Linked DNA regions of Hordeum vulgare: region 1 is linked to region 2. The links are chromatin contacts, called in public Hi-C maps. All regions are on one chromosome and are shown on one strand. Each heading gives the region's core, a stretch centred on a gene start, on an enhancer-like site or on the middle of the called end of the contact. The rest is flanking DNA. Distances are from core to core; before and after follow the strand shown.

Region 1 (7,259 bases), core at 2,855-5,354, 380 kb before region 2:
GTTAACGGAGTAATCGCGGGACGCGGCCGGCGCTCACCAGTCAGCAAGTCTCCGTTGCAATATTTGCACCCCATCCTGGAGGTGCAATGATCCAGCTGCTCCGCACCGTAGTCTGGAGAGAAATGTTCGCACGAAGTTATTAATCACGAGAGGTCGGCAGCACGCGTGTTGCTTGCCGAGGCGAAAGACCGGCACATGGACAATAACATCAATACTTCAAAGTTCAAACACGTACGTGCCCTAGACTCTGATACCTGCCTATGTTTATGATCATTTTCTTGTTTCCGTCTTTGGAGATCGTAATTCATATACTGCCGCGACCGCGAGCAAGGTGAAGGGGAAAACAAGATACCTTCGCCTGATTTCTTCAAGTCTCCATTTGTCCCCCAATCCATTAGGTAAGGGTAATGTATTGGATATTAAAAAAATACACTAGATTTGACTATTCATAAGAAAATATGAAGATGAAACATGTCATATACACTGAACCAAACGGTGTTTTGGGATATATGAGGATTTAGGAATTTGATCGGGATAATCCCCATCAATTCCTTAAAATACACTAGTATCAAACAAAGCCTTAATGTTTACTCCCTTCATTTCTAAATATAAGTTTTTTTTTAAATTTCACTAGGGACTACATACAAAGGAAAAAAAAGTGAATCTACACACTTAATTATGTCTATATACATCTATATGTATTCGTAATGAAACCTTTAAAAAAGCTTATATTTAAGAACGGATGGAGTATTTGCTAATTAATATCATTGCATGCAATGAACTAACCACCACATGCCGTGTTAGTCTTAAAATATTAAAAACATACACGCTCATGCCTCTAATTGGTTGATTTTTTTATTTATATAAAGAAACAAGAAATAAGATGGGAGTTAATGCATCGCGTTTAAGTGTTTTAGGATTATTTTGTTTGTTGAATGTGCCTAATGCCCTGGTACATAGGAAGTACCACATGATAAAGTTGCAAAAATATTCACTGGTCTAGCGCTCACCCATCATGAGTATGAGGTGTCCAACTATCCATTGCTCATCAACCACTATATGAATTGGATCTGAGTCTGGGGTTGACCCTTGGTGTGGAGAGAAAGCATCGAGTTTTGGTTACAACGTCATTGCACATGTAAGTGTATCTTCTTTCTTTCACCTTTCTTCTTTACCCTAAAAGGGGTAGATCCATTGTTGTTCACTTGCCATCGATGTTCACTTTGATGCCTGAACTTAAAAAATACACCGAATTGGTTCCAAAACTTGACAATATGGTTCAAATCACGTCTAGATACGTATGTATTAGGATTTTTTCACTGTTTTAACCTTTTTTCTAAACATGGGCACAAAATGAACCAGATTTGAAACCATTTCACGATCTGACCCTTTTAGAAACGCCACAAGCCGTGGCGTTGCTGCCCCACTATGCAACGCCTGTCTACCGTGGAGTTGCTGCCCTACAGTGATACGCCTGTCTACCGTGGCGTTTTTTCTTTTTTGCAACGCCAGTCTACCGTGGCGTTACAGACCCACTGTGAAACGCCAACAATGCTGGCGTTGCTGCCCTACAGTGACACGCTTGTCTACCGTGGCGTTTCTTCTTTCTTGCAACGCCAGTCTAATGTGGTGTTGCAGGCCGATTGTGAAACGCCAACAGTGCTGGCGTTGCAGACCCACTATGGAACGCAGCGACGACATCCAGCCAGCCCACGGCATGTTGCCAGCAACATGTGTACTGCTAAAACGCCATGGACCATAGTGTTTCACTCGTGGCCTGCAACGCCACGTTAGACTGGCGTTTGAGTGGGTCTGCAACGCCACATTAGACTGACGTTTCTATGTGCTTCTGCAACGCTACATTAGACTGGCGTTTCTATGTGCGTCTGCAACGCCACGGGCTCTGGCGTTTCAAAAAAGGTCAGATCGTGAAATGGTTTCAATCAGAGTTCATTCCGTGAAATACTTTCATCCCAGGGGTCAAAATCGTGAAAAAATCCTATGTATTGCTGACTAGACATGTCAGCATGGCGCGGGGCCCACTTGCAGTGCCGGATAAACTGACACAAAGAATTTGTCTCGGTGACCATCGGATCCCACCTGTTAGTACACAACCATAATAAACAAAAATATGGTTAGGCTGATATTCGAACCAGGAGACTGTGCTCCATGAAAGACCTGTGTAACCACTTCCACGAGGTAAAATTATTGTCTATTCATCATCACTAGCACAATTTATCTACCTGACAAGACCGTTGAGTTGAATGGAGTAAAGTTAGTGCAACCCATTTTCCACCTATTAGTTGTTTTTTTCATTTTGGAAATTACAAGATATTCAGGTAGTATATAAAGTGTTCATGCTTTTAGAAAATGTATTTCTAGTTCTAAAAAGTGTCCATGTATTTTAATAAAGTAAATGTGTTTTTCAAAAGATACATTTTTGAATGAAAATATTCTTTTAAATATCCGTAGAAAAATATATGACAGCCTAGTGTGCCCCAAGGATTTTATACATTCTCATATTTAAATTAACACATTTTAAACTATGCATATATTTTTATAGTTAAAAAACATTTTAAGACAATAAGATTCTAGATTTATGTTGATTACCATTACAATATTTTATGTATGTTCTAAAATTTCTAAAAATGAAAAAAGGGCACATGTGGAAGGGTCACATAAAAAGGGAAAAAAACTAAAATTCTAAAAAGGGGGCACGTGGATACATCTTCTAAAATTGAAGATTTTGAAAATTAGATGAACAATTGAAAATGTATACATTTTTGAAAATTGTAAAATTATTTTACTATAAGCACAAATTGTAAAATGGGCCCCGTGCCATGTTGGTATGCCTAGTCAACAGTACATATGTATCTAAATGTGATTTAAACCGTATTTGAACCATACAACCAAGTTATAGAATCAGACCAATGTATTTTTCAAGTTTAGACACCAAAGTGATCATCGATGGTAATTTTAGGCACTACTAGTGTTATTACCTCTGTTTTGATCATCATCCCAACTAGTCCCAGTGCGGGGTCAACCTACAGAGGATGTTTGACCGATTACCAACTAGCAGCGACGATGCAATTAGTCTGCTCTTGGACCATCTGTTGTGCATTAGTCGCCTCACACTTGCACAGATACAATGCACCGCACACAACAGATTAACGCCTCTGCTTAATTATTCAAAAGTGTTGACTACACATTAGATTACCCATTAATACATGACAAACAGTTGAATGATGCACAGATAGATCGTTCGGTAGGAGAGGGGTTGGACTAGGAAGATGGATCTGCTGGTCCCCGTCCTGCACAACAACTTGTAGGGGGCCGGCCAGTGAAGATCGTAGATCGAGCCAGTGCAACCAGAACTGCAATTCCATGCACACGCATATGGCACCACTGCACCTAGCCATCTAAGGGTAGGCTTAATGGAGTAATTTTAAGACCGACCAGATACCGCTTCCCATTTAGTATCAGATTCAGAAGGAGATCCATCGATGCGATGAAGAAGATGATGCAAACGAGCCGTAGAAGCTCTGCTCATCATAGCGGCAGTGGAATGGGCATGTGTTCATGTCCAGCAGAATGGCAGACAAATGTTCCCGCGCTGGCTGCGTACGTACGTGCATTTCTTCCAGCGTGCGCTCTCGGCATCGGCCATCAAAGTGAGCTAGGCTAGCTAGGTGGAGGTTGGTGCATCAATTCGGTGCTTCTCGGGCGCGGGCACATCCCGACGCCGACGTGATCTGGCCCCGGAAACAAAAGCCACCACCCATCCCTCTCCTCGATCCGTATCCGCCCGCGATCCGCCTCCGCGCAACTGGTGGCGCAGAAGCCCTCTCAAGGCCGCGCACTGGATTTCCCGCGACGGCGACGGGCACGACGGGGACGGCGGGCGCGCGCGGGGACAAGGCGAGAGCATTAAGCCGGCCAGGACAGCGTGCATGTACAGGGACCGGTTCCTGGAGCCCCCATGGCCATGGGGGCCGGGTGAGCTGAACTGACCAGGGGAGCTGCGAGAGGGCGCGTCCACCATAATTGAGGTCTGACCTGCAGGCTGCGCCCTCTGGGTGGTCCGCGCGGGCGACAGGGACGTGTGCTGCCGCGCGGGCGCGTGTCCGGCCCATCTCGCGTAGCCCTCCCCGCGGGCGACCGGGGCACGGCAGAGCGCGGGATCGGATCGGAGGAGGAGGAAGCAACGGGGAGCGAGCGGCCATCCCGATTGAATGTCGGGGCTCGATCCGGAGGCAGAGTGCGCGGCCTGCTCATTCCGCCCAGCTCAGCTGCGCGCAACACGTACGGTACCATACGGGATGCACCCTCCCTTTGCCCAGGGAAATACTACTACGGTATCTGGGTATCGTATCGATCATGTAGAAATTAGAAACTGCTAGTGGTATGCAGTAGCATTCCACTACTATAGTAGTTTGATTCGGGTAGGCTCAACCAACCTATGTGCACTGCCAAAATGGTCCATGCGTAGGATACCTGAGAGGTTGCTTTTACAAGTACTAGCGCGGAACATGGTGGGATCAATGAAGCTTAAATGTCGGAGATCGGTGGTCCTGTGGTCCAAGCTAGGGTATCAAATGTGTCCTGCTGCGTTATGGAATTTATTTACGGTGTTCCACAGAGTAGTTAACTGTAAGTTTTCGGCAAGATTTCAGAAAAAGAGACATGGGAAATTGGAAATCCAGCTCCGATCCAAGCTCACATTCTCTCTGAATCTCTACTTCTAAAAGAACAGTTTGTACGTAGTTGGTACCCAGAAGCAGTTTGTACGTTGTTGGTACCCCTAAGCCATCAATCCATCGATGCATCATCTCCCAATATTTTCATGTGCTAGTCCCCTTAACTATTCAGGTCCTACATTCAAAAATAGTCTTATCATCTCCCAGTATTTCGTAAAACATTTCTACAACACGTCTGATTGATTTGGAAAAACACATCTTATCCCTAACTGAACTCAAGAACACACTATCCATTACATGCTACATAAAACATAATGAAGTGTTTTGTTTTTAGCAAAAAGTTCAAATCACATGTTTGCAACCACTAAAATATTTGTGTCAACACTACAAGAAATATGTCAGCTTGCGACCTTCAATATTGGTCACTGAATGGTCGTTGATTTCCATTTATGACATTTTTACGACCAAAATGGGTTGGTCAAAAGGTGGCATTCTCTAATGAACTATAAGGATCTTTCTTCTGGAATGGTCGTAGACATTTACGACCAAACGAAAAGGTCGTTGGTTCTACGACCAATTGTTTTGGTCATTGGTTGTCTGTCGAGGACACGTAAGACCCAACGTGGCAAGCTGACATGGAAAATTTACGACCAATTGGATTGGTCATTGATAAGAATCATCCCGATCCAATTCGGTGTTTTACAGGGCCGAGCCCAACAATTCAGCCTTTTTACTTTTTTCTATTAATTTTCGTCAGCTACATGGGCCAGGCCCAACATTTTAGCCTTTTTAATTTTGGGTTGTGGCCTTTTACTTTCTATTGATTTTCTTTTTTGGCCATTTTATTTTTGTATTGGTCCCACTAGTCAGATTGATCCCACATGTCATGTTGATCTCATAATTCCAATCCACACCATAAATTTTGTAATTTGTCAAACAATTCTCATAAGTGGGTACCCCTTGTGAGGTTTCCTTTTCGTATGTATACAAATCACATACGAAATCAATATTTTGAATAGATCACAAAACAAATGAAATTCGTCCAAAACAACACTAATTAAATTAGTCTATTACAATCTTTACTCTACTATAATTCAAATATGCCTACTAGTGCCTACTATCATAATACATGATATGCTACTCTTTGCATATAGGCTTCACGACTTCACGACTTCATGATTGGCTTCACATTTCACCTATGCAAAAAATAAGAACAAAATAGTAGCCAATGAGGGAACAAAATAGTAGCATATGTATAGGTTGACGGTACTAATCGATGTGAACCTTAGGAAGAAGAAGTTAAAGCTGAGGACGGAACCTAATTAATCATGTTGTTGTGGAAAACACAACACGTAAAAGCAAAGTAGCCGTAATATGTATCCGAAATGCTAGTATCTTTCTGCTTGTTTACGTACTAAATCCTAGTATCTCGTGAACCCCATCTACACCGTGTGTCCATGCTTTTTGTATATTTGTTTTGGTAAAAACAACAGGTAATCTTCACCATCATACCTATTCCTAACTGTCTACGTTTGTTTTATGTGTCAACATATTAGCATTGTTCCGGTGTTCATACTGTTCATTTTACGAAACGACACCTTAAAGCATATTATGACATGATTTAACTTGACGTGGCAGTATCTGGTAGCAATTAATTAAATCCTAATATTTTGAAAGATTTAGGATAATATCTGTTTTCTGCAGTAGGGGTTCCAACAACGTGCACCCCCAAGAGCAACAACTCGTTAGAAGCTACCATTTGTATCGAATAACACAGTCATAGCTGGGACTATCAAAACTAGTGATAATGCACAAGAAACTTTTGCATGTCTATACAAGCAAACATTACAAAAGTGCAATTCTAATTCTCATCTCACTCCAAAAAAGTGACTCTGAAAAAACCAGACATACAATAGAGAAACAAACTCAAATAGATATGATAGCTCTGTTGGAATTATGCCCTAGAGGCAATAATAAATATAGTAATCATTATAATTCTTGTATCAAGATAATCGTTTATTATCCATGCTATAATTGTATTGAATGAAGACTCATTTACATGTGTGGATACATATACAAAACACTGCCCCTAGCAAGCCTCTAGTTGGCTAACCAGTTGATCAAAGATAGTCAGTGTCTTCTGATTATGAACAAGGTGTTGTTGCTTGATAACTGGAACACGTCATTAGGAGAATCACGTGATGGACTAGACCCAAACTAATAGACGTAGCATGTTGATCGTGTCATTTTGTTGCTACTGTTTTTCTGCGTGTCAAGTATTTGTTCCTATAACCATGAGATCGTATAACTCACTAACACCGGAGAAATACTTTGTGTGTATCAAACGTCACAACGTAACTGGGTGACTATAAAGATGCTCTACAGGTATCTCCAAAGGTGTTCGTTGAGTTAGTATGGATCAAGACTGGGATTTGTCACTCCGTGTGACGGAGAGGTATCTCGGGGCCCACTCGGTAATACAACATCACACACAAGCCTTGTAAGCAATGTGACTTAGTGTAAGTTGAGGGATCTTGTATTACGGAACGAGTAAAGAGACTT
Region 2 (6,854 bases), core at 723-3,222:
ATGAGAAACCATCCACCTGCTAGCCTGCCTGCTTAGGTTACGCGTACGTGCACGTCTCCTCCAGGAACCGATAGTCCGGTTTGTTTTCGTCATCGTCCCTGGTTACCGTCGCCGGAAAGTACTCGGCGTCTGGTTTGGGCCAACATCACCAACTTATAAGTTGAAAAGTGTAAAAAATAACTTATTTTGCTAAATAGACTCAACTTATAAGTCACTCCAACTTATAAGTCATAAGTTGCTCCATCCCAACTTAAAACTTATAAGTCATCCACTTTTGCATGAAAAGATAACTTATAAATCAGATGACAATCAAAAATGCACGACTTACAAGTTACTGGTTTTAAGTCACCTGACTTATAAATCAGGTGACTTATTAAAACCAAACATGGCCTTAGTTCATAGTAGTGCCAAGAAAGAAAGAAAATAGTAGGTGCACATGATGATAAGCGTGTGACGACACTATCACGTGCCTCCCAATCAAATGAGATAGTACATGACAAATCAATACGCTGGAAGCAAACCAAATTACGTGCATGCACTAGATCGACAACGTTGCTTTTCCTTGAAAGACGATAACGTCCTTCCTTAAGGATACCAGAATTGCAGTTCTCCCAAAGCTATCATTGCAGCAACTCCCTAAAAAATCCAAGATTGAGACCTCTTTCCCACTCTTATTTTACTTGTAGAAGTCTGTACCCATCCTTACGCAATGGTAGCATCATATTCAGAGCAAGTTAAAGCCTACCATGTGCCCAAATACTCAGCGCTAGTTTGACTATGCTTACTATTGACTGAAGGGGGTTAACCAACTTGTCGTCACTGCCTCGCACAGCTAACACAAGTGCTATGCTCCAAAGTGTCAAACATCTCCATTTGATGGCAGCTTTTTTTTAAACAAGAAAATACACGCATGTAAACAAAGCTCTAGACTCCAAATCGTATGAAATCGGTTGCCTATCATCATCAATGCGTGGTCCTCTCCTCTACATGACCCTATCATATACAGATTTTATGGGCCCTCCTATCTTGTTTTAACCAAAATAAAAAAAGGATGTGAAAACATGTCAGCATTAAATTTCTCTTTGTTTTTTCGGGGGTCTTTGTTTCCCCCTCATTGCTTTGTCGTCATAGTTTTGTCTGATTATCCCCCAATTTGCATCTACTCTCCAGCAACCTGATGTAGATCCCTTGTCATCTTGCTCTCTGTAAAAGGATTTGACTAAGATCCATGTTGCTTCACCGTCAAACTTACACAGAATCGATTTTACTGTTTATATATATGTAGGGAATCACACATGTCCGAGAGAAAAAAAAAACTACATAAATTACTTATGAGTGGTACCAGAAGGTGTAAGCGAGGGGGGGTACACAAAATATGGCCTGCTCCTTGTGCTTCTTGGTACTCTATCACATGTGGGCAAAAATAAAGTGACAAAAAGTTACTGCTGAAACGGACAGGAGAGTGAGGCAGTGTTCTGATTCTTCAATCTGAATCCAAAGGCAAAAAAAGCTAGCGGAGCCCCGGGAACAAGCGGGAAGCTTTAGATCGGAGACCAAATGCTTCTGCTCGATCTTTTTTTCTGAAAACGGAGGAACTGCTCCCTGCCTCTGCATCATTAGATGCACAACATAACCCATTTCTATTTTTAATTTGAGTGCATGACATCAAAGACCTAGCTAGGAGGTTCTACATGTAGTGAGAGTGTGATATATAGGGTAAACCCCTGCACTGCAGATTACGTAATGCACAAAACAAAACGAAGCATTGTTCAAAACAGAACCGTTAAGCTGTGTAAGATGCATAAAGATTACTGATTTGGACAAGTATTTATGAGAGCGCGTCAGCTGTGCAACTTCATGTGCTGTGCTGCCCACTCATCATCATCCTTTCCCAACTGAACAGCCCCACATACAGGAACAGAGAACGCTAGAGATAGAAAGAGAAACCATATGCTTCGACCAATCTCGTTTTCCCGTTTTCCAGAGAGAGAGAGAGAGAGTACTATACATAGAGTCATAGACACATAGACACATAGAGCTAGCTTAGCCATCTATAAAAGAAGAGCCCCATATACTGCCATCAACAGGAGGACCATATCCCACACGTATGATCTGTACTGTCTTCTCCCTCTCTTTCTCAGAGCTAGCATAGCATAGATCCAGAGCTTCCCTCCCTCCCGGAAGTTAGCTACTCTAGGTTGCTAGACCGGCCGCGGCCGGCTTGCTCGATCAGGTCCAAAGCCATCGATTGATCAATCATCTGCTCGATCTGCTCTGCTGCCATTAGAGTGGTCTCTCATCTCTCTGCAAGACACGGGTACCTCTACATCTACATATCCACAGTGTACATACGCTACTAGAGTTGTGGCTTGGCTAGGTGTAGCAGTCTATAGTACTTCATATCTCCATCTCCATCTCCATCTCCTCCCCCTTCTCGTGGCAGCTTGCGTAGTACAGTAGGATTTATGAAGATATATGCCTCTTGATGGCTCGGAGCCTCATACTTTCTTGGCTTGTTCCAGGTCGATCGAACCGGCGAGTCTCTCTCTCTCGGCCTTGGTCGCCGGCGCGCTGGCTCCCTGACCAAGGAGTTGCCGGCCTGGGAATTGGAGCGATAATCTTTCAAGCTGTGCTCTACCTCCGTCGGCGGCGAAGCTAGCTGGTGGCACCCATTGTTGCTCCACCCTGCAGTCATCTGGTTTCATCTCAAAGGTATGGTGAGCTAGCTGCAAAGAATCTATATATATACGCATATTAACTACTCCCTCCGTTCTCTAGAAAGACTTATATCTAGGAACGGAGGAGGGAGTAGCACATAGTTAGAGAATGTGGTTTTATGCATGCACTGCACACTTAATCGGCGAGCGTATGAGCCTACTTTTCACATATAAAGAGATACGTGCATGGTAATACGATCGAGTAGGAGATTCTGTAGGATGGTGAGACGTGATTCTTGAGATTGGTAGTAGTAATTATGGGGTGGCGCGGATGGCGGTGTAATTATGGGGTTGGAGTTGGAGACATCTCCGATCGACTTCTCTCCGCCGGCCGTCCTTGTCCGCCCATCAATACCACGCCCGCGTGACACTGTTCCCTGACGTTCACGTTTCCAACCCGGCCGCGGCCCACTCCGATCCACTCCCAACCTCAGTTTTGATTCCCTCCGCTCCATCGTAATCGTATCATTATTCATAGTATCGCTCTAGCTATTTACGGCACGGCCGAGAACAACATGCTAACGCTTTCACTCTTCCGTTACGTGCAGCAGGCAGCCGCGCGCGCGCGCGTCGTCCCAGAATCCCTGCGCCAGTCAATTAAGCAGCGCGAGATTCTCCCGGGCCATGGACACCTTCGGCTGGTCGTCCGGCCCCGGCCTGCACGACGACGCCTACCTGCCGCGTCCGGCGAGCCAGGTCATGAGCTGCGGCCGCTTCGACCTGGACGACGCCTTCCTCGGCCAGCTCCAGTGCGACTTCGGCGGAGGAGGACAGCAGGTGAGCTCCAGCTACGGTAACGGTGCAGCTGCCGTCGGAAGCGCGGCGGGGGGCTCGACTGGTGACGGCCAGCTGGGGTTCTTTGGCTCGGGGGTCGACGTGTTCTCGTCCGTCGTCGACGGCGCCAGCGCGCACGACGGCCTGCTCGACTCGGCGCTCGCCTTTTCCGGGGTGCTCCCGTGCGGCGGGGACGGCGACCCCGGGGCCGTCTCCAACGGCGCCATGTTCTCCGGCTACAGCGGCACCACCGTCTGCAACATCTCCTCCGGGGAGTCCAACAACTACAGCGGCGGCGGCGGCGGCGGCCACGACGTAGCCGAGGTGGCGTCGCCGACGTCCACCATATCGCCCACCACGACGTCGCATCCCACGATTACTTTGGCGCAGGCGGCGCTCCACGAGAGCCGGAAGCTACCCGCGGACGACTGCCCCGCCACAATAGCAACGGCGCCGCCGCTCCCACGCGCCGGCACAAAGCGGAAGGCCCCGGCCACGACAGCGACGAGCATCACGTTCGGCCTGCAGGACACCAACTCAGCCGGGGCGGCCGGCGGGTACGAGCCGGACATGGAGGCGATGGCGCAGGTGAAGGAGATGATCTACCGCGCGGCGGCCATGCGGCCGGTGAGCCTCGTGACGGAATCCCCCGCTGCGGGCATCAGCAAGCCGCGGCGCAAGAACGTGCGCATCTCGAGCGACCCGCAGACGGTGGCGGCACGCCTCCGGCGGGAGCGCGTGAGCGACCGCCTCCGCGTGCTACAGAAGCTCGTCCCCGGCGGGAGCAAGATGGACACGGCGTCCATGTTGGACGAGGCCGCCAGCTACCTCAAGTTCCTCAAGTCCCAGGTCCAGGCGCTGGAAACCCTAGGAACCAGCAGTAGCACCGGCACCGGCACCAGCGCCGCCGCGGCCGCCAGCACGGGCAGGTTACTGCACTCGCACTCACAGCAGCAGCACTATTACAGCAACAACCCTGGATTTCTCGGATTTCCGAGAAATAACAACAACAACAACATGTCTTCCGTCTTCAGAAATCCTGATGGGAATTCTGGCAGACTGTTGTAGTACTGTTTAGTTACGTTGCTGTTTCGTACTGTTTCAGGTCGTCGTGTCAAGAGTACGCGTACGTGCTTAACTAGTACAGTACTGTATACATACACATATACTACTAATTAAGGTTTAGTGTCGTCATGTACTCTTGTCCAGAATTGATTAATTTGGATCGGTCCGCTGCATCGTCGAAGCAATTCAGCTGCAGCGTGAGATCGAGACCGTGCCGGTGGCAGGACATCTTGATTGGAGAAGAAAAGGAAGAGATATGAAATTATTGAGATATCCATTTGCATTGTATCAAAGTGCCTGGGACATGGTCTCAAAAAAAAGTGCCTGGGACATGACCGGCGTGGCGTGCATGTAAAATCGTAGTGAGAGTTTCTCTTCCATGAGTTATATCCTAAAATAGCATAGGAAATTACTTTGAATACAGTAGTAATAATCGGTGTAATTATATACTCCCTCCGTTTTTAAATACTCCCTCATTTCCGGTTTATAGAGCTCAAATCTAAAATCTCATCAACCAAGTTGACTTGTGACTGGATGACATTAGTTTTAACTAGACAATGAAATATTTCTCACATATTTAATTTCTAAGGCAATAAATGTAGCATCCTCCTTTTCATTGGACTTGCATGATGGATGTAAAAAATGATGCATGCATAGTCACTTATTTTCTTTCTCTATACTCTATGAATTAAATATGACGTGGGACTCAAAGCACTTTAACTCAATTAGACTCAAATGGGCCTAATACAGTGGAAATCCGAAAATTTTGAGATGGACCCTATAAACCGGAAAGGAGAGAGTATAAGTCTTTTTAAATATTTTATTAAGGGGCTACATACGAAGCAAAAATAAATGAATCTACACTTCAAAGCATGTCTATATACATCGGTATGTAGTCTTTTAATGAAATTTTTTAAAACACTTATATTTAGGAATGGAGGAGTATGTAATTAAAACTTGCATGCATGGATCATCTGATTGCTGCACATGCATGCATGCATGCATGCATGCCGTCACCCACACAACGGCTGAGCTCCATAGCTACAAATGTGTGAATCATACTTACATCTTAAAATAGCATAGGAAGTTATTTTAGAATGATAATGGTGTGATTATGTAAAGAGTTTACACATGCATGGAGGATGATTTCTTCCGCTCAATCATCACCGTCTGATTGCTGCACATGTATGCGTGACGTCAGCTGCAGAGGTACCATGGCTACAAATGAGAATCATTGGGTACATGTCCCAAACACGGCAAACTTTTTGCGTGCTTTGTGCATGTGTCGATGTCCAACTCTTTTGTTCCAGTTCCGGGATGATTAACCAACCGGTCTTCTCCTCCCTTTAATTTGCACCCCACAAACGCAGCGAATCCGATTTCCAGGTGCGAGCTTCAAAGGGAGCCACCTAGCTAGGGCGACGAAGATATGTAGCTAGATATACAAATACAGATGTGTGAAAAAGGTTCGGCCTTTTAAATTTCTCTATCATATCAAAGATGATCTAGCTAGCTAGATGCTACGTCTAGCATCACCCTTATCTAATCTAATCTAATCTAATCTAGCTATGAATATATGGCATGTCGTCTTTTTATCTTATCTGCAGCGGCGTGTAATGGTGGCAGCTGGTCCAGGCTTTCTGCTGCACTGCATGCTGCTGATGATAAAAAGATAAGCGGTGGGAATGAATCGGGATTAAGTTAGTATAACACGTAAGGAAAGGGTCTTTTGCTGCTGCGATAGCCTAGCCGGTGCATGCATGCATGCATATGGTATGCTGGATCGACCGAAGCATGCAGACCGAGCAGGGTGAAACCCTAGACGCGCTGTCAGTTCTCGCCGGCACATATGCCTGATATGCATGCAATGCAAGCACCGTTCGACCGTACTACTACTCCATAGACCATATATAGGCATCATCGTTAACACTTGTGATATGGTTAACAGGGGAGAGGAATCATGTCACACACGATTAAGAGCTAGCCAGGGTAGCCCGAGGCACAGGAATGTGTGCCCGTCCTTGTCTATTGCCTATCCTGCTCTTTGAGATGTGTGCGGATGCTGGGCGATCAGCGAGAGGGGTGCGGCGCTTTTGCAGGGCGCTTTCGGGCTGGGGACGCGGTGCAGCAGGAATAATGGCATCGCAGCATCACCATGCATCGGTACCACCACATCCCGAGACCACACCACACCGCACGCAGGCTCTCGCTTTGGTTTGGCTGCTGCAGCAGCGGCAGCCCGCCGGCGTCGCCAAAAGACATTCTCTCTGGGGCTGGGGCTGCCCCCCATCCCCATGT

What was found. Hi-C and Micro-C count contacts between places; a contact is called where the count stands out from the background.
Region 1: a contact with region 2 is called in a Hi-C map of seedling, with 4 times the contacts expected there. The contact joins the enhancer-like site here to the promoter of LOC123444231 in region 2. A contact is called at or near these places in 5 of 6 Hi-C or Micro-C datasets (leaf and seedling) and 1 of 1 datasets of contacts at active chromatin or transcription factors (embryo).

The regions. Positions count from the first base shown.
Region 1 is chr3H:456,853,621-456,860,879 of MorexV3_pseudomolecules_assembly, reverse strand. No RefSeq gene overlaps it. Among protein-coding and RNA genes, the nearest start is that of LOC123441852, 180 kb to the left of the region's middle. Within about 2 kb of position 4,104, at least 3 of the 3 cell types and tissues checked have open chromatin away from gene starts, as enhancers often do. A contact at or near this core is called in leaf and seedling, where this site is marked.
Region 2 is chr3H:456,473,788-456,480,641 of MorexV3_pseudomolecules_assembly, reverse strand. LOC123444231 (transcription factor LATE FLOWERING-like) reads left to right here and starts at 1,972. Exons shown (of 3, transcript XM_045120892.1): 1 at 1,972-2,317; 2 at 2,523-2,712; 3 at 3,269-4,975. The coding sequence starts at 3,342. The coding sequence ends at 4,559.